Regions from separate parts of the Ovis aries genome. Here region 1 is linked to region 2. A link is a contact called in public Hi-C data. All regions are on one chromosome and are shown on one strand. Each heading gives the region's core, a stretch centred on a gene start, on an enhancer-like site or on the middle of the called end of the contact. The rest is flanking DNA. Distances are from core to core; before and after follow the strand shown.

Evidence for each region. A called contact is a pair of places that touch in the nucleus more often than the background predicts.
Region 1: a contact with region 2 is called in a Hi-C map of hypothalamus, with 4 times the contacts expected there. The contact joins the promoter of MRPL10 here to the promoter of CDK5RAP3 in region 2. A contact is called at or near these places in 6 of 16 Hi-C or Micro-C datasets (blood, hypothalamus, liver and 2 more).

The regions. Positions count from the first base shown.
Region 1 is chr11:38,360,050-38,365,562 of ARS-UI_Ramb_v3.0, forward strand. It overlaps MRPL10 (mitochondrial ribosomal protein L10), which reads left to right and starts at 1,743. Exons shown (of 4, transcript XM_060394862.1): 1 at 1,743-2,839; 2 at 3,978-4,147; 3 at 5,325-5,489. The coding sequence starts at 4,043. It overlaps SCRN2 (secernin 2), which reads left to right. Exons shown (of 8, transcript XM_060394860.1): 8 at 1-1,066. LRRC46 (leucine rich repeat containing 46) reads right to left here and starts at 1,577. Exons shown (of 6, transcript XM_042255887.2): 1 at 1,276-1,577; 2 at 1,064-1,172. The coding sequence starts at 1,285.
Region 2 is chr11:38,225,775-38,231,687 of ARS-UI_Ramb_v3.0, forward strand. It overlaps CDK5RAP3 (CDK5 regulatory subunit associated protein 3), which reads right to left and starts at 4,402. Exons shown (of 13, transcript XM_060394857.1): 1 at 4,376-4,402; 2 at 4,107-4,152; 3 at 2,265-2,396; 4 at 1,885-1,985; 5 at 1,453-1,501; 6 at 609-787; 7 at 250-386; 8 at 1-70. The coding sequence starts at 4,381.

The DNA of each region.
Region 1 (5,513 bases), core at 493-2,992, 130 kb after region 2:
TCCTTGGACTGGGCAACTGGGTGATGGCAGCTTATGGTTCCTGCAGATGTGGGGGCAGACTTCCCCAGCCAGCTTGGGTTGGGGAGGCAGGGGCTGGGACAGAGAGGAGATCCTTCCTCACATCCCTTCTGAGTGGTCCTTGGAAGGAAAATCACTTGTTCCACCCACCCATTCGTTAATCCTGCAACACTTACTGAATGCCCTTTAGAGACAAATGAGAGAGTCCCTGCCCATCACTATTAGGGAAGCTGGCCAAACATCTATGACAAGTGGATGACAGAAGCATGTGCAGAGGACTAAGGGAGTACATGGACTATACATTGAATCCAGAGGATTCAGGGAATGCTTCCTGGGGGAGATGACACATAAGTAGGAGTTAGACTGGAAGGAGAGGGGGGATGAGAAAGCATTTCAAGCAGAAGGAATAGTATGTGTGATTCCAGCCTTTCTTCAACTGCAATGTGCCCATGAATCCCTTAGGGAGTCTTGTTAAAGTGCAGATTTTGATTCAGTAAGTGGGCCTGAGATTCTTCATTTCTAACAAGCTCCTAGGTGATGCAGATGCTGCCCACTCACCCCAGGACCACTCTGAGTAGTAAGTGCTAAGCTGTGAGAACATGGGGTCTTAGAGGAATCACACTTACGGAGAGTGGCAAAAAATAAGGTTGAAAAGGCACCAGGCTAAAGTGTTTGGATTTTATTCTGGAGGTGCTAGGGAAGTTAAGGAAGGTCCTATCAGGGTATGTCTGATCAGATTTGTTATTTAAAAGGATCATTTTGGCAACAGTATGGGGTGCCTGGACTGGAGGCAGACAGGCTAATTAGGAGTTTGTTGAGAAGTGATGACTTTAGACCCTTATTTAAAGCAACTGAGTGGGCATGGTGAAAAAAAGATAGAATGATTTTTAAGGAGGAAGAATCAGTTGGACATTGCCACTGAATGAATGTGTAGAGTGAATAAAGAGAGAGACAAAAGTAAGCTGACAAATCAGTAGAGCTCAGGTTGCTGGTCATTCTGTGTGTTTCAACGTTCCAGCACCCCTTTCCTCTCCGGTGCACTTACATCTTCTCTGACAGATCCTCATCCTCAGGGAAGGCCAAGTTCCGCCTAGTGATGAGGGCTTCAGTAATGCACATGCCATTGACTTCCTCTGGACTCTGGGCAAGTTTAGCTGTGAAAAGATGAGTCCAATTGTTACATTTCCTTGTTCTTGGAGGCCTGACTCTACTACTGTTAACCAACTGTTCTACCTACCGTCCCACCTCCCTACTCACCTCCAGGCATGATCTAAAAGTTGCTGGCTTGCAGAGCGATTGGAACGAAGAGAAGTAGAGCGGCTTGGACAGCCCCTGGGAATGGAAGAACCCAGGATGGTATGAGGAGAGAGAAGCTCAGAGAATTGGGGGATAATGGAAAGGGGTTGGCTCAGAGCTAACTGTTGGGGTAGGGCAGAAGACGAAAGTAAATCGAAGTGGAGGATCTGGAATTTGAGGGGTGTATAGGGGCTTTCCAGGCCGCCTACAGGGGGATTGTAGGTAGATAGCGGTGCGGACGGATGGAAAGAGCGGCTCGAGGCGTCGTTGCTAGGAGACCGGACGCCTGACGACGCCCTGGCGAGGGCGGGCTCCCAGGTGCCGGGTTCGGCGCATGCGGATTACTGCTCCAGCCGGCGGTTCCTCCCTCCGCTTCCGGTCCTGGTACTACCCACAATACTTAGCTCTTTCCGTCGCGCTCGTCTCCCGGTCCTTCTTCCGGTGGTGATGGCTGCGGCCGTGGCTGGGATGTTGCGAGGGGGTCTCCTACCCCAGGCGGGTAAGGAGCGGCCCGCGTCTTCGCGGCGCGTTCTGGCCGATGCTCTCTACTCGTCTTCCTCCTCTGCTGCTGGTCCTCTCCCCAAAGTTCTGATCCCAGACAGCTCCCGCTGACTGTAGATTTAATGAGTGATTTTTGAGTACCTTATATAGACCAGGCACAGTGATAAGTACTTTACATATATTATTTCGCTTAAACCTTAAAGCATCCTATGAAGATCGCTGGCCTAATCTAATTTCCTGTGATTCCAGATTCTAGTAGTAACAGCAACACAGCAGAAGCGTCGGGGACAACCACAGTACTTATTCTCTATCCCCTAGTCTCCCTGCCTTGTTTAGGGTTTTAACCCATTACCTAGTTTTTTCTGCCTCCAAAAATGAAGATCTCAGGCCTTCCGTAGCCACCCTCTGCAAAGAAGGTCTCCCCTGTTAAGTCTGTATCTGTCACCCTGTTTATTGACCCCTTCGCCTCATCACAAACTGTAATTTTGCATTAGTTTGTTTTCTCTGCTACTGCTAAGTCGCTTCAGTCATGTCCGACTCTGTGCGACCCCATAGACGGCAGCCCACGAGGCTCCCCCATCCCTGGGATTCTCCAGACAAGAACACTGGAGTGGGTTGCCATTTCCTTCTCCAATGCATGAAAGTGAAAAGTGAAAGTGAAGTTGCTCAGTCGTGTCTGACCCTCAGCGACCCCATGGACTGCAGCTTCCAGGCTCCTCCATCCATGGGATTTTCCAGGCAATTAGACTTTAACTCCATCAAGGCAGAACCCTATTCCTTCAGCATAGCCAGCAGGTGGCATGGTGCTTGATATTAGTAGGCATGCTATAGATATTTGTTTAATGAATGATTTTGAGTACCTTATATAGACCAGGCACAGTGATAAGTACATGTATTTCATTTAAATCGTAAAGCATCCTATGAAGAAGACATTCTCTTCCCCTGTTTACAGGTGAAGAAACTTGTTGAATGGTCAAGGTCACAGCCAGTAAGTGGCAGAAGAAAGATTGAAAATTGGCTCCATGTATGTCAATTCTATCTCAATAAAACTGAAAAAATTTGGTTCCATCAGATAGAGAGCTTGTGCTCTCAACCATTAGGATTTGTGGCCACTAGCAAGAAAACCTCTCACTTCAGCAAAATCTCCATGCTCTCTGATTATTAGAGCCACCTTCTGACTGAAACTTTCCCTGAGATCCCATCCTAGGCTTGGGGAGGGCTGAAAATGGGAAGCTGTAACCTGAGTCCTTTTATTGAGAATGAAGGGGTTTCTTTGGCCTTGGTATCTCGAATGTCTCCCTTGTCTTCTGAGGGGTGCTCCGCAGCAATGCCTGTAAAAAAGAAAAGTAGAGAGGAGAAAAACTTGTTTCGGGGGAGATGTGAGAACAGTATAACTTTTCCCTCCTGCTTCAAATCCTGGGGGAAGGAGTAGTGCTTAGAGCAGTGATTCTCAAACTTCACCATCATCAGTATCACTTGGAGGGCTTGTTAACACACTGTTCGCTGGGCTCCTCTTCAGAGCTACTGACTCAGGAGATCGAGGACAGGGCCCGAGAAGTTGTATTTCTAACAAGTTCCTGGGTGATGCTGTTGGGTTGGGAGTTGGTGGTAGCGCGTACTTTGAGAACCACTGGCTTAAAGTTGGCAAATTATGGCAGGGCAGGTCACTGTCTTCTCTCCATAGTTGTATTAGAAACAAGCTACATCTGTCTGTTTACATAGTGACTATGGCTGCTTCCACGATACAGTGGCAGAGTGTAGTAGTGGCAACAAACCATATGGCTCTCAAACATAAAATCTGTGTTTGGTCACTTAAGAAAAAGTTCGTTCAACTCTTTCCTTTTAAAAATGTGTTTGAAATATTTTCTCCTTTGTTCCTGTTTTTCCTCATCTCTGTGCATAAAGAAGAGCTGGAGGAGTGGGCTCCTCCAGGATGAAACACCTGAGCTACGGTCACCCATTAAAGAGAAGAAAAGGTCTGGGGATTCAGGCTTTCCAGCAGACAGTTCCTTGTTCCACTCAATGCCAAGGCTAGCTTTGTGAGCTCCGTTCATAGAGGGTGGATTCTTTGTCTCTGGAGCAGACTAAGGCTCTTTGTCTCTGGGGCAGACTAAGGCTTCCAAGATGCTACATCTCACCACATGGCCCTTGTCTTCTTCCAGGCCGGCTGCCCACCCACCAGATTATCCGCTGTGGCTCCAAGGCTGTTACTCGTCACCGTCGTGTGATGCACTTTGAGCGGCAGAAGCTGATGGCTGTGACTGAGTATATTGCCCCCAAACCTGTTGTCAACCCAAGGTGCCTGCCGCCCCCTCCCAGCCCCCCGAAGGAGGTAAGGAGGAGGCTGGGCATGTCGCCCGTGGTGGGATGGTGGGTTAAAGTGATCTTGTCTCTGTGGCCATAATGAAGTAGCACTCCAGGACATGGTCATCCACATTGTAACTTCCCCACTTTGATCCCAGAGTTCAGATCCTTTAAAATGAAATCTACCCTTGATTCTCGGTTGGCCTCTTGGACTCAGTGGATTGGACAGGTGTGGGTTTCCTTCACTCTTGTCTCCAAAAATGTGTGCTTGAAACTCTCCACATAGGAGAGAACATCCCACTGATCTTGAAGCTTCCAGGTTTTCTTAGAGGAACAATACAAAGTATTTGGTCCTTGAAAAAGGGCAGAAAGATCAGTAGAATAGTAACTTGATGGTGGCTCTCAAGTCCCCAAGTTCTCAACTTTGAGAAACACTGTCTTGAGAAAATGAAGTCTTGTTCTGTGAAAATACCTCAATTTTGAATCAACACTGCAAAAGAGTAATCTAGTATTTAAATTGGTAAAAGAATTCAACATGAATACAGTGTCAGAGGGCTAATTAAGTAATTTTGACAATATTATTATCAAAATAACATTAGCTGAGTCAGACGTTGTGCATTTCAAAAGGACTGAGTGTTCTCAGGTTTTAAAAACACTGCTCTAGGCTCATGGAACTCTGTTCAATGTTATGTGCCAGCCTGGATGGAAGAGGGGTTTGGGGAAGAGTGGCTACATATATATGTATGGGTGAGTCTATTCACTTTTCATCTGAAACTACCACAACAGTGTTAATCAGCTGCACTCCAATACAAAATAAAAAGTTTAACGTTTGAGGGGGAAAAAATGCTGTTCCAGGGGATTTCCTGGCAGTCCAGTGGTTAGAACTCTGCGCTTTAACTGCCAAAGGCTTGCATTCAGTCCTTGGTCGGGGCACTAAGATCCCACAAGCTGCATGGCACCATAAAAAGATGATAGTATAAAATTTTAAAATAATAAAAATACTGCTCTGAAGCCTGTAGTTATCAAATGGAAATGAAAGGGTGGAGTGAGAGAACATGTTTCTGAGAGTCAGGGGCCTGGTTCTCCTTCCTGTGCCCTAATCTTCACTTGGGCATCACTGGGAGCTCTGGCACCCATCCCCGAGGGAGTAAGGAATACTAGAAGGGGCAGCTTATGGCCCCTTGGTCCTCCCTTCTTGACCTCAGGAGACAGGCCTCATCCGGCTCCTCCGTCGGGAGATAGCAGCAGTTTTCCGAGACAACCGAATGATAGCTGTCTGCCAGAACGTGGCTATGAGCGCGGAGGACAAGCTTCTCATGCGGCACCGGCTGCGGAAGCACAAGATCCTGATGAAGGTCTTCCCCAACCAGGTAGGGAGCGGACCTTCATTCCTC
Region 2 (5,913 bases), core at 3,152-5,651:
CCACTCATACACCGTGCAGTTCCCCCGCGTCTGCACAAACCGCAGCATCGGCAGCACCTGCTCTGTGGGGCTGCAATGGAGCATGCCACTGACCCTCCTGCTGCCCACTTGTGAGGCCAGGCCCACTGCTGGGCCTGGCACTCAAGTGCCACGAGGGAAAAGCACAAGTGGAGAAGAGAGCTCAGTTGGGGAAGTAGCTCAATGGTCCCCGCCCCTCCTCCACTGGGGAGAAGCCAGGGCCCTCAATACCTTTCACACACAAACCCCACACAGGCCTGGTACAGGTCAATGGCTTCGCCCAGGGTCTGGGCCGCCGCCCCGATCTCGGCCAGCTGACTTGGTAGGTCCTTCACCAGGGCCAGTAGTTCTCTTCGGACATTGTCCCCCTAGAGAGGATCCACGAGGTGGGCTTAGACAGAAGTGGTGGGAAGTGGAGTCCAGTGGACTAAAGAAAATGTCTGAAGACTAAAGATGGGCAAGAAACTCGCCCAAGAAGGGCCCAACCAGCAGAGAAGGAAAGCCCTCCCCAGAAGCAAAGGCAGCGGGCCCAGGAAGACAGCCAGGCCCCAGGCATGTGTCCCCCGCCGCGGGAAACCTGGCCTGCTCACCGTGATGCCGTACTGCTTGCACGAGTGGTGGAACTGCTCCCTCATCTCGGCAGCCCCCGCCTGGCCCTCTTCCTCCTTGCGGCTGTATTCTTGCTGCAGCTGCTGGCACTTGGTGATCTGCTTCTTCAGGGAGGGGATCTCATAGTTGACGTTCCGAACCAGGAGGCTGGAGAGTTCCACTGAGAAAGATGGGCGCAGGAAGTTCACTCCAGACCCCCAGACCTAAGGCAGGCACGCCCCAAGGACATGTGCAAATATACCCTGGCCTGGTGGCTAAGAGCATGGGGGTTGACCTCCCAGCTCCTCCCCTTCCTGGCTGTGGAACCGAGGACAGTCATTTAACCTCTCCAATCCAGTCCTCAACTATAAAACAGAGGTAGTAATATTTATCATGAGAATTAAGAGAATTCATATAAAACTCAAGTATAATTCCTTGCATTTAGTAAGTATTAATATTTGGTCAATATTAGCTATTATAATTATTTACACTGTTAGCAAATACAACCCAAACTACAGTCAGCCTTTTAGTTATTCTCTCAGGCACTTGATACAGGCCCCAGGTCAGCCTGTGCCTCTTCTGCCCAGTGGAGCAGAGGGTTGCCGGGGGAGCTAGTCATCAAGAGGTGACCGGCAGAAGACCCATAAGCACCCATCCAAATGCCCACAACCTGCCTGGTAGTCATCCTCCTCCCAACACTCATTGAAATTTATTTTCCCACCTCACAAATATCTACACACCAGCCTCTCTCCCCACATGAACTGTACCTCCTAGAAGCCCAGTGTCTCAAAATTCGAGGAGGGAGCCTCCCCGTGGACACTGGGACTCCCAGGTTGGGCCCCTTACCTAGGTAGGTATTGTCCTTCTCATACAGGGCTACGATCTCCTGCCAATCCTAAGAAAAGAAACAGGAAGTGAGCCAGGAGGGCAGCCACATCCCAGCTCAATCGCCCAACAGGGGACACTCTCCCAGTCTCTGCATCCTCATCCTCCTTCATAATGCTGGCTGGACCACCCACTTTAAGAGTATGGTGCCAACAAGCGATTCCTAAAGCAAATGGAAACCCAGGCGTAGGGGCACAAGGAGTTGGACACAACTGAGCGACTGATACTTCCACTTTCAGGATCTACTTTTGGCATAAACTATGGGGACAGAGAGAAAGCTGAGAAAATATTCCACGGGGGCATCTCCAATGGAACCTCAGCGAGACCAGACAGCCTCTGACCCCCTGGACTGGATGCCTCCAGCTGCGCGTTACCACCGTCACCCATACTTGCCTTCATTCGCTGTGAAGAGTACCGGCCGAAAATATTTTTTGTGGAGGCTTCAGTGCCTTTGAGAAGCTCCACAATTCTTAGGCAGTGGAAGTAGTGAATGTCTGGAAAGCAAAGAAAAACAAAGACTTTGGAAATAATAGTCTCTAACCCACCACTGCAGCCTCCGCATATGGCTGACTCATGTATATGCCAGTAACTTTAGAGGGCACAGCTCTCCCCTTCATCATTTTGTGTTGAAATAAACCAGCCTCTATACCCCAAATAAAAGCCTCTCTTTCTTTAGAGGTCAGTCCTATGACTAAAGAAAGAGGAACAGCTCAGCAGATTTATACCACCCCAAGAAAGACGGGGGTCCAGTAATGCAGCCCCGAAGCACTCACAGGATCCAGAGAGCAGCTGGGCGATCTCTTGGCTCTCTGGCATGTCCTGGATGGCGGCATTGATCTTCTCTCGGATGGTCAATACTAGACTCTGCCATTTCAGGTTGCAGTGCCTTCTATCTACCAGCCAGTCTATAGCAGAAACCCAAATCATAGCATTCCCATGGCCAAAACTGCATCACTGATTCAAGTGAAATATGCTAAGGCATTGGCTAAAAGTTGTACTCATATTGGTTAAGGTGTGGGGGTCACGGGAAGATGGGAATGAAGACAGGCTCAAAGGGATGCTTGGGGCTAAACAGATTCCAGCAACCTAACTTTATCCACAATGTGACTTTATAAAGTAACTGCCTCAACACAGGATAAAGGAAAGCTTTCAATTGGTCCTGACATCAAAGTGACACTTTGGACCACTCTAAATTCTCCATGATATTTTTGCTTCCATGGATAATTATATCTTTCTTACTGCCATTCAATTTCTACTTTCTCAGGGCTGGGATTAACCATGACAATGAAAAACACAAGTCGGTTACACCAAATACCAGATGAATGAACAACTGCAAAGCCCCTAAGGACTAAATAACACTGGTCTACTCTTATCAGCGAAGCACCATCCTGCACACATGGATACCAGTGTGACTGATCTCCTGGATTCTGGGCCAGATCTGTTTTCAGTTGAGGGTATAGGTGGATGAGAGCTATGTACATTTCCTCATAGGAGAGAGCTAAGACCTAGACTTTGTGGTCAGCTGGTCCTGGTTCTAATTACCAACTTTCTTGGGCAAGTCTCTCAACCTCTCTGTGCCTCAGTTTCTCTACATGTAAAATGGGCATGATAAATATACTGAGTACAAACGGTAGAACACTGAACATCATGCCTGGCGCATGGCAAGGGCTCAATGAATTGTAGTGGTCTTCATTTTCATAATGTTAAGCCCATAAAACAGCACTTGGTATAGAATAAACCCTCAATAAATGGTTGGGTTTTTACCAGTCCTTTTCAGGACCAATAACAAGCATATACATCAAGAGTGTACAGGTCCTGAAGAGCTGGGACAAATCCAAAATGAAGTTAAAGACGCTCCACTAAGTGGCCACCTTGCCCTTGTTAAGAAATCTGCTAACTGGTCAAATGCTGGGAGCCCACACTAGTTATCAGTTATATCCCCATTGCTGCACTCCACTAAAATCTCCAAAAACAAAAATTATGTAGATGTCACAGAAGTGGAAGCAAAGGGACGACACAGTCAAACAGATGTCATCTTAATGACACAACTGGCATCAAAACAATTAATTCAAAGACCATTTAAAAATCCAGGAGCTGTGCACTGCCCTAGAGGGGTCAGAGTGAAGAGGCCCTTCCCTGGCTCTGAACTAGAGAGGTGGTATATAGACGCGATACAGACAGCAGGGAGATGGTCTGGCCATTAAAAGGTTTTCTTTTCAACTGGACCTACGTGCCTTTTCCTCCTAAAGTCAAAGGAAAAAATAAAAAGGAAGAAAGTTTTTTTTTCCAGCGTAATACAATACTGGAACCTGACAGACTTAGGTTCTAACTTCAGATCTGCCATTCGGCAGCTGATCATCTTTAAGGCAAGCCTTCAACTCTCCTCTGTCCCTAAAATACATGACTGACAACATGTTATATACGTTTAAATAGAAAACACAGGTCAAGTATAGACTCTATGCATGGTTCCTTCCCGCTCCTTTTACTGAGGCAGGTCCAGCCACAGATGGGAGCACAGAACAGAGCGAGTGGTCGGCGGGTCCGCTGTTGGTGACAGAGGGCCAGGGGGCCAGGTCTCCCCTTGACAGCTAGGTGAGCGGGGGCGCCCCTCCTACCGAGTAGCTTGCTGGTCTGGATGTCGATGGGCACGTGCTGATGGTCCTGGCGGGAAACACGGCGGGGAAAGGTGCGTGAGTGCTGCGAGCTGACAAGCCGCTCGCGCGCTCACTTCATCGCCCCAACCGCCACCCTGTGGGGCCAGCACAACGGGCCGGGGAGGGCGCCCCCGGAGAGAGCCTGAGGAAGCATGTCAGGAAAGGACCGGCTGAACTCAGCCCAGGGGCCCCAGGGCAGCCCCCCATTTCCCCAGCTGCTGTTCCCCCACCTGCATCTTTCCTCCACTTCCGTTTCCGGCCTCCGACCGGGACACGCCCCGCCTACCACTAATCCAGGGCTGTTCTGGCTGAGCCTCGGGTTAGGCACAGATGGGTCTTCTCGGGCCACGTCACCGCCTTCCTCAGAGCCAATCGGGAAGCGCGCTCCATCCCAGGCCTCAAGCCCCACCCACGCCGGGGTTCCGAGTGGCTGAGCCCGGGAAGGGCGGGAGAAGAGGAGCCAGCCAATGGGAGACGCGAGGCGGGCTCAAGACCTGGCAGGAGCTGGGGCGCCCGGAAAGGGCTGCAGAGGCTGCAGAATCCCAGCAGGCGGCGCCCTGGAGCTGATCCCAGTCGCTCCCGGCCAGACAGGCGCGGAGCCCTCTGCGTAAAGATTAACGAGTCGGCCGACAGGGTCCTAGCGCCTACTGAGGAACCTAGAGGTCCTTGATGTTGTTTATTTATTTATTTTTTTAATGATGTCATTTTTTAATTTTGAACATAAGTGGGAAAAAATTTTGAATACAAGAGTAGAAATGCAATTCCAGAGGAAAACATTCCAGTGCATTGTGGTTCTTTGTGGGGTAGAAGATGGTGATAATGCTGCCCATAACTTGATGTTGTTTAGATACGCTCAGTCGTATCCGACTCTTTGCGACCCCGTGAATAGGAGCACTCCAGGCTTCCCTGTCGTAAACCATCCCCTGGAGTTTGCTCAGACTCATATCCATTGAGTCGGTGATGCCATCCAACCATCTCATCCTCTGTCGCCCCCTTCTCCTCCTGCCCCCAATATTTCCCAGCATCAAGGTCTTTTCCAATGAGTCAACTCTTCGCATCAGGTGGCCAAAGTATTGGAGCTTCAGCTTCAGCATCAGTCCTTCCAGTGAATAGTCAGGGTTGACTTCCTTTAGGATTGACTGGTTTGATCTCCTTGCAGTCCAAGAGACTCTCAAGAAGAGTCTTTTTAGAAACGCCCTACTTGCCTCGCTTTACCGTGGATCATGGTTTAAAAGTCTTTTTTGGCACATTACCTTCTCACTGAATTTATGTAATAGACAAGTGTTGAACACCTGCTACGTGTTATGTGATTAGGGCAGGGATGGGGAGGGAGGAGGGTCAAAGGAGGCATCCCAAAGATAACACCTAAATTGAGTGTTAAAAGAAGAGCTGCAGAAAGAGGGAGATGTGGGAGTGGTGTTCCCGGTTGGAGTAGACTGTACAAAGCTTTGCAGGCTTTGCAACGAGGTGCAGGGAAAAACAGGCGGGAAAGACTAGCAAGATAACTACGGGAGTCCCGTGTATAATTAAAATGCCCTTGTTAAAATATATGAACTGGACTTCCTTGATGGTGCAGTAGATAGGAATCCACTTGACACTGCAGGGGACCTGGATTTGATCCCTGGTCTGGGAAGATGCCACATGCCTCGGAGCAACTAACCTGTGGGTCACAATTACTGGGCCCGTGCTCTAGAGCCCAGGAGCCACAACTACTGAGCCTGTGAGCCTAGAGCCTGAGCTTCGCAACAAGAGAAGCTACCACATTGAG